Regions from separate parts of the Mus musculus genome. Here region 1 is linked to region 2. A link is a contact called in public HiChIP or PLAC-seq data. All regions are on one chromosome and are shown on one strand. Each heading gives the region's core, a stretch centred on a gene start, on an enhancer-like site or on the middle of the called end of the contact. The rest is flanking DNA. Distances are from core to core; before and after follow the strand shown. Region 1 has its middle 77 kb from the start of Gm38516. Region 2 has its middle 26 kb from the start of Has2.

Evidence for each region. HiChIP or PLAC-seq counts read pairs in DNA pulled down with a chosen protein or histone mark.
Region 1: a contact with region 2 is called in an H3K27ac HiChIP or PLAC-seq map of embryonic fibroblasts, with 24 read pairs. The contact joins two enhancer-like sites. A contact is called at or near these places in 1 of 15 datasets of contacts at CTCF or cohesin (the NIH/3T3 cell line), 3 of 484 Hi-C or Micro-C datasets (the F1.1 cell line, adipose-derived mesenchymal stem cells and nephron progenitors) and 1 of 115 datasets of contacts at active chromatin or transcription factors (embryonic fibroblasts).

The regions. Positions count from the first base shown.
Region 1 is chr15:56,838,902-56,845,531 of GRCm38.p6, reverse strand. No RefSeq gene overlaps it. Among named protein-coding and RNA genes, the nearest start is that of Gm38516, 77 kb to the right of the region's middle. Within about 2 kb of position 3,796, at least 43 of the 459 cell types and tissues checked have an H3K27ac peak or open chromatin away from gene starts, as enhancers often do. A contact at or near this core is called in the NIH/3T3 cell line, adipose-derived mesenchymal stem cells and embryonic fibroblasts, where this site is marked.
Region 2 is chr15:56,717,628-56,723,909 of GRCm38.p6, reverse strand. No RefSeq gene overlaps it. Among named protein-coding and RNA genes, the nearest start is that of Has2, 26 kb to the right of the region's middle. RefSeq lists an enhancer at 2,239-3,771. Within about 2 kb of position 2,414, at least 30 of the 459 cell types and tissues checked have an H3K27ac peak or open chromatin away from gene starts, as enhancers often do. A contact at or near this core is called in the NIH/3T3 cell line, adipose-derived mesenchymal stem cells and embryonic fibroblasts, where this site is marked.

The DNA.
Region 1 (6,630 bases), core at 2,547-5,046, 120 kb before region 2:
TAGGAATCATCTACACCAGTTGATCAAGCTCACTGGTCTTATTCCTCAAACTGAATGGTCCTTTCCCTCATTTCAGAGATTCCATCTATGGAATGTCTGGTTTCTTATTCCCACTTAAGATAAAGCAGGCTGATTGATCATTTGGTAAGGTAGGAAAGGAGAAATCAACAGATCTATACAAGGAAAAGCACTAAGCATTGAGTAATGGAAACATAATTAACCTGGGAACACAGCCTCTGAAATAGGAAACTCCTTTAACTGCATATATATATATATATATATATATATATATATATATATATGATATAAAACTAGACTTATTTGAGTTTCAAATATGACTTCCCAAAGCACCTTTCCAATATTTAAAATATGTGACACTAAATTAAAGGAAAGTAATAGCTTACATTCTGCTTCTACTAATTAATATACAACTTTTAACTGATTTTATACACATATTTCAAAGGAATTAATGGTAAACTATGCAGAAAGAACTATACATAATTCTATCATTCTCTTTTATTATACCTATTCCTTAACTGTATTCTACATAATGGCTTTCAATCAGTTGCCATGGTTTTATTCCATTTTGTCTGTTTTTTTTTTTTTCCTTCTTCTTCATTCTTTGTCCATTTTCCCAATTGGGCAGGAAATATGTCTTACAAAGAATTAGCTTAAATGATGCAGAAAAGTAAACTACTTGGCAAATCTCCAGGCATACTAAGTGACCCATTGCTTGAAAATGGAAAAAATGACCACAGGAATTTTGCTTAAAACACTTCCTCCCACCACTAAGCCTGTGCCTGTAGACTTGAGGGAAGCCAGTAGAAAGAGAGACTTCCAGTCAGACAAACATTTACTCACTTGAAAGTAATTTCCTCATATAAGTTTCTTGTTTATTCAGAGATTAAACTGGTTCTCACAGAGGAATACGTAGAAGATAGAGTCAAATTTCTCTACTTAGAAATAAATAATGCAATCTGACATGTCTTTGACATCTCAAATAGAACAATAAGAAGTGACACTTGGGTTTCTTATGCATGCTGTGTCCAGAGGAGCCTGCAGACAAAGTTGTTTGCTGATATCCCTGCTCTAGTGACCATGTTTTTCTGATTATGAGATGAGGCACTTGCTATCTCTGTCAAAGAGGAGGGTAGGTCCTTGAATTCCCATTGAAATTATGAAAGCAGTCACATCTGGAAGATTTGGGCCCCACCCAAGCCTCACATTTTCGATCTTCTTCCATTTCAGCCTTTCTTAGCATCCCACATGGAAGCTGTCAGAAAAAACCCACAGAGAATCCCTGACACAAGGCTGGACAGATGTAGAATCCTCCCAGCTACATCTCACTGGTTCGGACCAAGTAACTGGAACACTTGTAGCATGTAATCTGTAAATAAAATGCAAATTGTTTTATCCCACAAATTTACCAGTGGCTCGTTGACCTTCAAAATGTTAGTCTCTAGATCAGAGGTTCTCATATTAAAAGCTGCAAACTTTTAATATGAATTCATGTTGTGGTGACCCCCAGCCATAAAACTATTTAGTTTCTATTTCATAACTGCAAACAAGTTGAGAATCCCTTTTCTAGTTAAAATAAAGAGTAGATATGGAAAGAATAATAGGAAGTCTGTTTTGTTCTAAAGTGCCAGAAATTCTGAAGATTTGGATGATCTGCCTGAAGAGAATGGCTTAACCAGCCATCTAGTTCATAAAGGAAAGCCATTCCTAATGTCCATTCAGTGATAGCCCACAAATGTACGAGAGGAAGTACATATGTTGAGGATATAAGTCTAGATTATTTTATTTATTTATTTATTTATTTATTTATTTATTTATTCTGCTTGAAGCAGAAGGTCTTAATTAGTTTACTGAAGATCAGAGAGTAGTGGGAGGAAAGGATTTTTACAGAGATACAAGTCTTTCTTGGTGTGAGTTTTGTAAGATTATAGGGGAAATATTTTGGATCTCTCAATATGCACATTCTCATACCATTTACATTTCCAAAGCAACAGACAAACTGAAGGGTTAATCAGGTAAATCAGGAGTTCAAGGTCATCCTTGGCCAAATAGCAAGCCTCAGATAGCCTGGGATATGTGATCCCTGCCTCAAAAGTCCGTATATAGGCATCCATACACACAAGCACACACACATCTATATCACTGTAATTCACCATTTTAGACAGGGTTTTAGGATCTTAGGGTCACTGCTTAATATTGATAAAATAGTGACTAATTTCATGAATGAGTGAATTATACAGGTTGTAATGGAAAAATCTCTGTGTTGTGTATGTATGAGAATTCACATCAAAATCTTGTCTTGGAGCCCTTCAAATAAAGTGTTACATTACCAACAATATTTTAAGATACTTGTAGAATGAATGTTACTGAAGATCTTCAAATTAGCATTGAAGTTTGCAAGTGTTATTTAACAGTTCATAGAATGAAGTAATGAGACTTTCTTCTTTGCAGTACTATAACTCGGACCCAGGGCCTCATGGAAGTCAGACAGATGACCTTTCACTGACCTACATCCCCAGCCCAGGGGTAAATATTTGAATGAAATGTCCAGCAGAACATGTATATTCAGGAGAGAAGCCTCATTCCTTTTGCTAAAAAGCAAGTCTGACTAAGCCCAGAGTGCTTCCCTTCTGCAATATGCACATTCTCATACCATTTACATTTCCAAAGCAACAGACAAACTGAAGGGTTAGTCAGGTAAATCAGGAGTTCAAGGTCATCCTTGGCCAAATAGCAAGCCTCAGATAGCCTGGGATATGTGATCCCTGCCTCAAAAGTCCGTATATAGGCATCCATACACACAAGCACACACACACACACACACACGCACGTATAAAATAAAGGTACAAAAGAGTAGCATCTAGTAGTAGTAAACAAGCTAGCTACTCCTTTTAAAACCAATATGATATTTGTAAAAATATATAGTAAATACTCCAATAAATGAGTGCAAATACTTCATATTCAATAACTAATAAACAGCAAAAGACTTTCACACAGGAAATAGTTTGGATTAAAATTGTTTTAATCATGAAATTTAACATGTCTAAGTGAAATAAACATTTTTATTTTTATGAATTATTTAATATATTATATATAAAACCACATAGAATATTAGTAAAATAAACTGATTACATATTTGTATATAATGTTTAGGATTATAAATCTAAGACTCCCAAAACTTTAAGACGTGATCTAAGTGTCTATTGACTTTTCAAAGTCTTAATATTTGCCTGCCACAGTAGTCTCAGCAAGAATAATGAAACTAATGTATAAAATGTGTTCAAATACAGAAGTGCTTATCTACCAGTGATCAGAATATATCTTGGTCAGTTCATAAAGTGCGTTTAAAACCCATTTACTATGTTTGTCTGAATACCCAACTCCAAAATCTGTATTTTCCTCATTTTTCTGAAGATTTGAGGTTAAGAGACCAGGATATAGCTCTGTGGGAGAATACTTACCTACCCTATGTTGATTCCCTAGAATTTCCAAACATATATAACAACTAAAGAACAACTTAAAACTTCTTTTGAAAAGAAACATTGTTCCAACTCGTAGTCTCTTGAGTACCTTGCTGGAAGCTCGGGACAAGGTGATGCATTTTCTCCTGTTTCTTGAAGCTCAATGCAGTGAACTCTCATGGGGTGAGAGTCATCAGTTTTGACTCACTGAGGAGAAGAGCCAGAACCTTTCCTTTCTGAATCACTCAGACTCCTTTGTGGTGGCAAGGGCCTCATTCCACCGAACCACATTTTCACTGGCAAGTGTACAAATGGGCATTTGCTCCCACTATTGAACACAGTGGCTACCACAAATGGACATTTGGAATGTGTGGAAGGATCATAGTCAGTGGACAGCTCATGCCCTGAGGGCATCCCACTGGACAGAGAAGATAAAGACATATTTGTACATTTCGAAAAGAGACGCTTCAGTTTCCAGTAAAAATCTTGTCTCATTAATTTTGAGCAGACTGGTTTCTATTTTATGTTTCCCATAATAATGCAAAGAAACAACTTCCCACAAGTCATTGGAAATATCAAGATTTTTGATTATACAAATTTGTTTTTTAACGTGTTTCTTTTCATTAGGAAACCTATACATTCTTCCATATTGCTATGAGACTGACACAGCAACGAGCAGGAAAATCATATTTCTACTCCACTAAGACAGGATTGACCATGTAACACTTTTTGGTCAGTGAGTGGTATGTTGAAGTGATTTGTATGTTATAGGCAAACTATCATATGTGGCAGCTGTAAGCACTGTCACATGATTGCAGTATTCCGGAGAGGAAGCCCTTCTTCATCTTAGAATACAAAATGAGTAAGAGGTGTGGCTCAAGGGACTGATGCAGAGTTGAAGCTAACTTGTGCTGACATGGAAAAGACAGAATTCTTAACTGTAACACTGAAATCTGTATTGTATGTTTCTGAGAAGACACAAAATTCAGGGCAAAAGATAGAGCATGGGACACTAAGAATGAAGCCAAGCCTCATCAATTTGTAGTTATCAGTTTTATTTGCCTCCCATAATTTACCTTTATTTTCACTTGGCCTCCATTTGATTAATAATAGTAAGTACAGTCTCTGTGTCTACTATATCCTAATCTTCAAATTGATCCAGAATCTTGTGTTGTATAGATTGTTCTGGACAAAGAAAAACAAACACAGAATTGAAATCTGATGAATTCAATGACTTCTTTGCCATGTACCACCACTCTGGAGGTCATGTCTGCTCATTATGATGGTTCATTAGTGCCAAGCATCATTTGTTGTTCTAGATCTCTATCATAGACACCTCTCATTCTATTCTACTCATCCACTGACACATTGATCTTAAGGTGGAATTCACATGCTGTGATGGAAATTTACTCTTGATCATTGGGTTTCTGTTAAATGTAAGTAAACCAATTTATTCTACCCTTACTTTCTGGATAGGTCATGCCATGGTGACCTTTGCAGAAAAGGGAATCCACTACAGACACTGAATAACAAATAGTTTTAGATTAGCCCTCTGGACCACAAACAGGAGGTAGAGCTAGACCTGGAATTTTAAGAGCAGAAGAGCTGGCCCTGCAACTCACTGGCTACAGTGTTTAGGGGAGTAGATCCTGTGCTTCCACTGGCCAGCAGTGTAGATAGAGCTAGACCTAGTTGGTGGGGTGGCAGGTGAACCAGTCCTTAGGATATAAAAGCAGGAGAGCTGCCTCTGACCCTTGCTACCTACAGCATTAGATGAGCTAGTTAGGGAAGTGCTGGAGAATCCACCCTGGTGTTGAGACAGCTGGCAGGAAGTCCAGCTCAGCTACCACCCAGGCCCAGATCCAGGGCTTTGAGTTAGCCCACCCTAACATCTATCCCATTGACAAACTTCTGGAGCATGTGAAAGGGATGACACAACAGATGCCAAACTTCAGGGTCTCAATGACACACATTGAGCCTCAGGATATCCCAGGGAAACCCAGTGAGGATCCAGTATTGCTAGTGTAACAGAAGTCAGAGGCCTCAAAACCAGACCAATGACTCGTTACAATGAACATTTGCAAGTAAAGAAGTGTGAACAAAAGGGTGAGGGTATACTATGCGTAACACCAGGACACACTACAGGTTCTACAACAAAAATTTTTTTCTTGTGTTGGGGAGGTTGCAAGGGCAGAGGGCAGGTCCTAAGGAAATGGGAGATGAGTGAGACTGGGTGCATGATATGAAATTCACAAAGAATCAATAAAAAATAGAAAACTACACCTGATTTCTCAATGGAGACACAAATGTACAGCAGATTCTAAGAGACCACAGATGTCAGCTCAGATTATTATACTCAGTAAAACTTTAAGCTCTGTAAATGGAGTTTAAAAGTATATTTCATGTTAAAATCAAATTTAAAGAATGTTCACAAGTCCAGCAGTATGAAAGTGCTACAAGGAAAAATCCAAACCAAGTAGGTTAAACACATACATGAAAACATAGGAAATAAAGATTCTCACATTGGCAAAACCTTAAGAACGGAAACAGACACCACTACCAACAACAAAATAACAAAATTAACAATCATTGGTCATTAGTATGTGTCAGTATCATTGGCCTCAATTTCATCCCCAAAAGACACAGATTAACAAAATGTATGTAAAAACAAAACCCATTGTTTTATTCCTTAAAATAAACACACCTTAACATCAAGGATTAACATCACTTCAGACTAAAGGGATCTGAAAAGCTTTGTATCTAACAAAATAGACTTCAAACAAAAATTAATTTAAAAAAAAAAAACATAGGGAAGGCCACTACATATTCATGAAAGACAAAAAAAATCACTGAGATGATATTTCAATTCTTAACATCTATACAAGTCTCGAAACATAAGGGTAACCATGTTTGTAAAATACTACTGTAGCTTAAATCATATATTAATCCTCACACACTGATAGTGAGAAACTTCAATAGCTCATCCAGACAAAAACTAAAAAGAGAAATGCTAGCAGCACTAACTTACGTAAATCAAATGAACCTAACAGATATTTACAGAACATTCCACCAAAACACAAAAGATTATTACTTCTTCTCAGAGAAATTTATCAAAAATTGACTTAAATAGATACAAGAATACAAAATAACT
Region 2 (6,282 bases), core at 1,165-3,664:
TCAGCAAAGGTCTCAGATGAACAGGTAATAAACGATTGGCAATAAAAGTGTTGAAAGTCGAGCCGAGTCACGTTTTACAAATGCAGTGAGTGAAAATACTACTATTCCTGACTGTGCAAACAAGCTTCTGGGCCTGGGCAATGGACTCACACTACTGGGGATCTGATGGGCCATGATCCTTAGACCTTTCTACCCTGTTTCAATCCTGAATTCCTATCAGGTCAGCAGAATTCCACCAGCATTTCCAACACATATTCACAGATGCATCTTCTCTCTAAGGGCTGCACTAAAAAATCTGAAGGGACATGTTTCCTATCCCTTCCTCTGGATTTCCTCTGGATTGCTAGTATTTCTTAGTAACAGCTCCTTGACAGTGGAGGCTGCAGGTAGCAAAGTTGCAAAAATATGTTGAAGAACGCAGAAAAGAGAGATTTAAAATCAAAGCAAGGTAAGCTATAACTCTCAGAGTTTCTTTGGACCAGCTCTAGTTGGCTCCCCCATACACACACACACACACACACACACACACACACACACACTCCAAACTTCCTATTTAATGACACTAAGCAATTGTTTGTATGGTTTCTTATTTTTCCATGTCCTTAGCCTTCTTTTGTGTATGTATAGTTCAGTGTACACTGCAAATCTCCATTCAGATGCAGCTCAGTGGTACAGTGCTTGCTGAGCAGGCCCCAAGTTCTTAGTTCAACCCATAGAGCCACAAAACCAAACCAAACCAAACTCTTCATTTGATTAATATTTTGACCATAAGACCTTCCCAATATAGAAGCTTATCTTTCATGACCTGTTCACCATTCTGCTTTCATAGTTAATTCCTGAATATGGATATTTAATCCATAAATTGGCCAGAAAGACTATGTCCTGTTCCTTTAATGGGATTCAAGTCTGTATATATAGAGAATGAAGAAACTGAGGAAGAAACCAATGGGTTAAGTTTTAAGGCAAAATAGTTGGTTGTGAAACAGTTTGTCTGTATTCAAGAGAAAACCCATCATAGCTTAGAGGGTACACATTTCTTTGTCTCATTTCAAATTCCCTGGCAGTTACACAGCATTCGATCCGACAAACCATTTCCACTAAGTTTATGGTCTTCAAGTTCGTGTTACTACTTTGCTATTGTTAGCACATGGTTCCCATTGTCAAAGACATCAATCATGAGGTCCAAGATGGTGCTTGGATATCTCCTATCACATCTACCCAGTAATCTGCCTCAAGGAGGGCTGTGCGAGGGTTAAGAAAGAGAAGGAGAGTGTAGGCAGAACCTATAGACTGACTAAATTACTTACTTCATTTTGACCACAAGTGAATCAGATGGTGTTATGGTTTAAAAACAAAATGTTCCCACAATCTGTTGTCTGGGGGTTTGGGACTCTGGTGGGGCACAATGAACCTTAAGGACATGAATTCTTTCGCAGAACTAACTCCTTAGTAGTGAGCCTTGGAAAGCTGCTCTGGAAGACTATAGCCAGGCCCTGTTTCCTTACTATTCTTTCTGATTCTTGGTAAACGTGAGTACAAACAACTTCTACCACACACTCATTCTGTCATAAATGAGCTACTTACTAACATGGCCTTCATATTGTAACCCTCCAGTTGTTACCTCTACTGACATATGCTACCACCACCAGCCTGTGGAAAATCTTTTTGTCACTTCTATCAGGTATTTTGTCACAGAAACAGAAAAGCCACTGATACATATGGTGATAATCTAGTTACAAGGGACTTTTTGTGGGCAAGGGTAGTAGTACTCTGCAAGTAATGATAGCAAACATCAAACTGGAATTTGATCATTAGGAAAGAGAGTCTGGATATCAGTTAGCAATGGACATTCTTGGCTACATTAGCATATCCTGTGGGTATCCAGATTCGGGAGCATAAACCCACATTTGAGAAGCCACAGAAGGATTGCATGAGGAAATGATACCAGAACTCAGCCAAATATGCCCTGATTTAGAAACTCACACATATATGCGTGTCTTCCCTACAAGACTTCGGTGTCTCAGACAGTCTGCCCTCTTTGTGATCTATAACCCTTCAAAGGGGAGCAAAGGGGAGCAGACTGTTAAGGCATTTTTGGTGGGTTGAGATGAAAGTAATAGTTTTGTTTTTTTTTAATTGGATGACAGGAAAGTGTGTCATCTTTGTGAACAATTTCACTGTCTTGGATGTTGGGAAAAACTAGCCTCAAGATTGTATCACAATAGCAGTCTACACAAATACTTCCTTGAGGCATCTGTCACCTTGTAACCTTTAACATTTGTCTTGCTAATGGCTCATACTCCTTTTACTCATCTCACTGTGTAGGGCTTTCCTCATGTCTATTCCCATTCTAACCTCTATCATAGAAATCTTAGGTCTGCCTTGAGTTGTAAGCCAAGCCAACTTCCAAGCATGGATCACAGCTAGATCATAGGCGTTACGTAGGTAAGGAACAATGACTCAGGGATGCAGAGACCATGACTTACATCCTTTCTTTCCAATTCTAATATCAAATGGCTATAAAAACCAACATTTAGACATAAATCATTGCAATGGCTGTTTCTCAGATGAGTCATATTAACCATTTCTGAATTTATGGAGTTAACTAAAATTGAACATTTATCTGGCTTCCTAAGGGAACCTAAAATGTGAGACAAATCCCAACAGCTAGAGAAAACATGAGAGAAGCTGTTACTCATACCTTCTCTTACTTCATCCTGTTTGTTTGAGCTGCTTCGAGATTACTGAAATACAGAGAAGTGAAACCCAAGCCTCCATAGTTATTTACCTTCCTGTTGGCTTTTGTTTTTAATTGCTGAGAAGTGGCTCTATGTAGGTATTAATGATGCCAAGGCTGATGGAAACTTCCTTGGCTGTTACAAGAATAACAGTGAGCCTGGATATCACTAGGACTTGATCCTCTGTAAACCTAGATTCTATCTTATCCCCAGGAAATGTTGTCTCTTTCCCTATTCCAGCTTGGAGACAGAGACAAGTGTACTACCAGTCGCTTCACTTCATTGCTTCTGAATTATCAGTTGAGTGTGGATGAGAAAAACCAGGCTTCAAGTTCTGCCTGGTTGCCATGGAGAGGCATTTTCAAGTGCAGATTTCCCAGGAGCCCTACAGTGTGCCCTCAAGTGCTTCACAACGGATGAGAACTTTAGGAGATTTCCTTATCTTTTGGGAATAAGAGATAACTGTCTCTGTTACGTTTCTGGGTTCCACATGTGATGATTTGTGGGGAAGTGACGAAGTCAGGTGGCCAATCTCACTGTTTAGGACAGTAGAACTACCAAACAGGACACACTGATAAGTTCATGATGTTAAGTCAACTAAAGATACTATGAGTGTGCTGTTTCTCTCTGTCAATGGGGATACTGTGAACACTGAAACTCAGGAAAGAGAAAACTTTAAGAGATAGATGTTCCTTTCTTCAGACAGGTTTCCAGAAATTTTCATTTAGGAATCTAAAATCTGGTATATTCATTAGTCCTATAAGACATAGAAACTGGTGTCTACCATCCTATCACAAAGCTTAAAGTACCCCAAATTTTGAGGCCACAATTATGTTACAAGGGATGATACCAAGACAAAGGAGGTAATGTCTTCAGATGTGGAGATGTTGGATAAAGATCTGACATCTACTTTGGTATCTCTGTAAAACCAGTAGTTCATTAACAGTATTGGCATACACAAAGCTATATGCTAACTCAGACAAACGTTTATTTGTTTTTTAATGGGATGACTCATGGCCTACTAGTTTCCCATGATAAAGTGATCAGTCAAATGAACAAAAATGATTTAGTAAAAAGAATGAGTTTAAATTAACTCTCTAAGGCTCCTCTCTATCATGTATAGAATAGAAGATGGGATAAGGTGGGGAAATGGGGAGATTGCTCATCAGGTAAAGGTGCTTGCCACCAAGCCCAATGACCTTATTTCAATCCTCAGGACATGTGGCAGAAGGAAACAACCAACTATCTTGGATTGTCCTCTGATTTGCACTCATGTGCTATCACACACACACACACACACACACACACACACTCGACAAAATTTATGAATAAATATAATACAAAACATCTTAAGAATTTGGCAGTTGATAAAACAATTCCAGATCATGTTTGCTGAGAAATAACTGCCTGTTTGACTCTGTATATGTTAAGTAACAGCACTCATGATCAATGCTGTCATTGCATATTGATAGCAAGACAAATCAATAACTTTAAATTGAGAGTGGAACTCATCTCTGCATGGATCACAGACTCCCAGTAACACTTCTTTTTTTTTGTTTGTTTGTTTTTTTGTTTTTAAATAAATCATTGTCTTGCTGACCTAGGCAGTCACATGCAAGTCTCAGATTAGTTCTTAACTTCTGTAAGGAAGTGTTTCTCATACTAGTCCTGAATCAGTCACACACTGTTCCTTGATTCACTTGTTTATGTGCTGAGTGTTTTTGGCTTGCCAAGGTTTCTAATATTTCTAATCTACACTCAACAACTTGAACTGAGATGTAACCAATTAAAAGCAGGGAAGAGGCCACACATGCCAGATATCAAAACTTCCTATAATCTTAACAAAATTACCAGTCAAATTCATATTTCCCTTCATAAAATAGGATCATTGTATCTACTAAACAAATTTTCTGTGAGCATTTTCCTATTTAACCACAAACTGCATGTTGTTACACCAAAAGTGAGAGACTTTGTATAACTCTGTCTTCCTTATCATCTCTAGAACTTTTTTCTCTCTTACTATAAATGGGTGAAATATTTTTATGAACAAGATTTTCCTAAGTGAATGAGTCACTCTTAGTTATAGTTATAATAAAGGTGCTAAGCAGAGTATAAAATTAATATGCATCAAGACTTAAGCAGCCCAGCAGTAGTGGCACAGGCCTTTAATTCCACCACTTGGGAGACAGGGGCAAGTGGATTTCTGAGTTCAAGGCCAGCCTGGTCTACAGAGTGAGTTCCAGGACATGCAGAACTGCACAGAGAAACACTGCCTTGAAAAACCAAAATAATGAAAGAAAGAAAGAGAGAGAGAGAGAGAGAGAGAGAGAGAGAGGAAGGAAGGAAGGAAGGAAGGAAGGAAGGAAGGAAGGAAGGAAGGAAGGAAGGAAGAAAGCATTTTGCATATAGCTTTAGAATCTTAATCTTCTATTACCTTTGGACTTAAGTCACTTACCTAACCCTTTAAAGCTCTATTTCCTTACCTTAAAAAAATGATGATAACAATAGAAGTGAATCCTCAGATTGTGTTGAAGATTGTTAAAATAAACGTCATGCCTAACCATTGTTATTGACTGGGCTTTTATACTTGGCTCCTGCAGAATGGAGCAAACCAACATGGAGTCATCAATGCTAAGTTTGGATATCAATAAATGAAAGTAAAGTTGATAATCTAACTTGAGTCATGAGGAGAGAGATGATTGCTGAATTTCATGACCAATACTATAGCCAGCATGAATAATGCAGCTACTACTTTTATAACTGAGAAGATGAGCTAAATTAGACTGGTGGCCATCACCTTACCCTGTATATTGTACAATTCCATTGTTTCTGCTCACCATCCCTCAGAAGAGCTGACTGTTCTACCATGCCTATCAGAATACCTCATGTAAGTCCTTGCATGAAACTCTGTCCAATTCCTCAACAACAACAACAACAACAAAGTGATTAAACGTGGAAATTGCATTCATTGAAATTTTGCTTCCCAAAATAAAATGTCACGTGCTTAGCCTATAATGAAGGGTTAGTGATCTTTCATATTCATTGACAAGTGTAACTCTAAAGTATCAAGTGCAGGGGAAATGATTGACAGGAGGGACATTGGACATTAGACAATATCTCTCCTGTAGAATAGTTACATGAGCTATCTAAGGGCACTCCAGCCTAACTTCACTTCTCGGTCTCTCAAACACATCATGTCCTGAATGCTGTGGTTGCTTTCTTTGTGCTCACACTTCATTGTAGGGTTCAGCAATCCTAACTTACTTTCAGATATGAAGTGAGCAGAGGGTATGCTGCTATCTACCTGGATGTTCCAGCCCTGGGGCTCTAACAATGCCCCTTCCTTGCTCTAAGCTCCAGAGGTCAAGAGTCTCCTCTTTCACTGCTGCACAGTGGCCTGTTCACACCTCCCTGGCAGCACACCTACTTGCTGCATTGGCCTCCATGGCTTATCTCTGCTAGATTAGACACATCCTGTCTCATGGCCACTTCCTTACATTATCTCCTGGGCAGGGAACGCTGCAGGAGTCTGTCCCATTCTTTG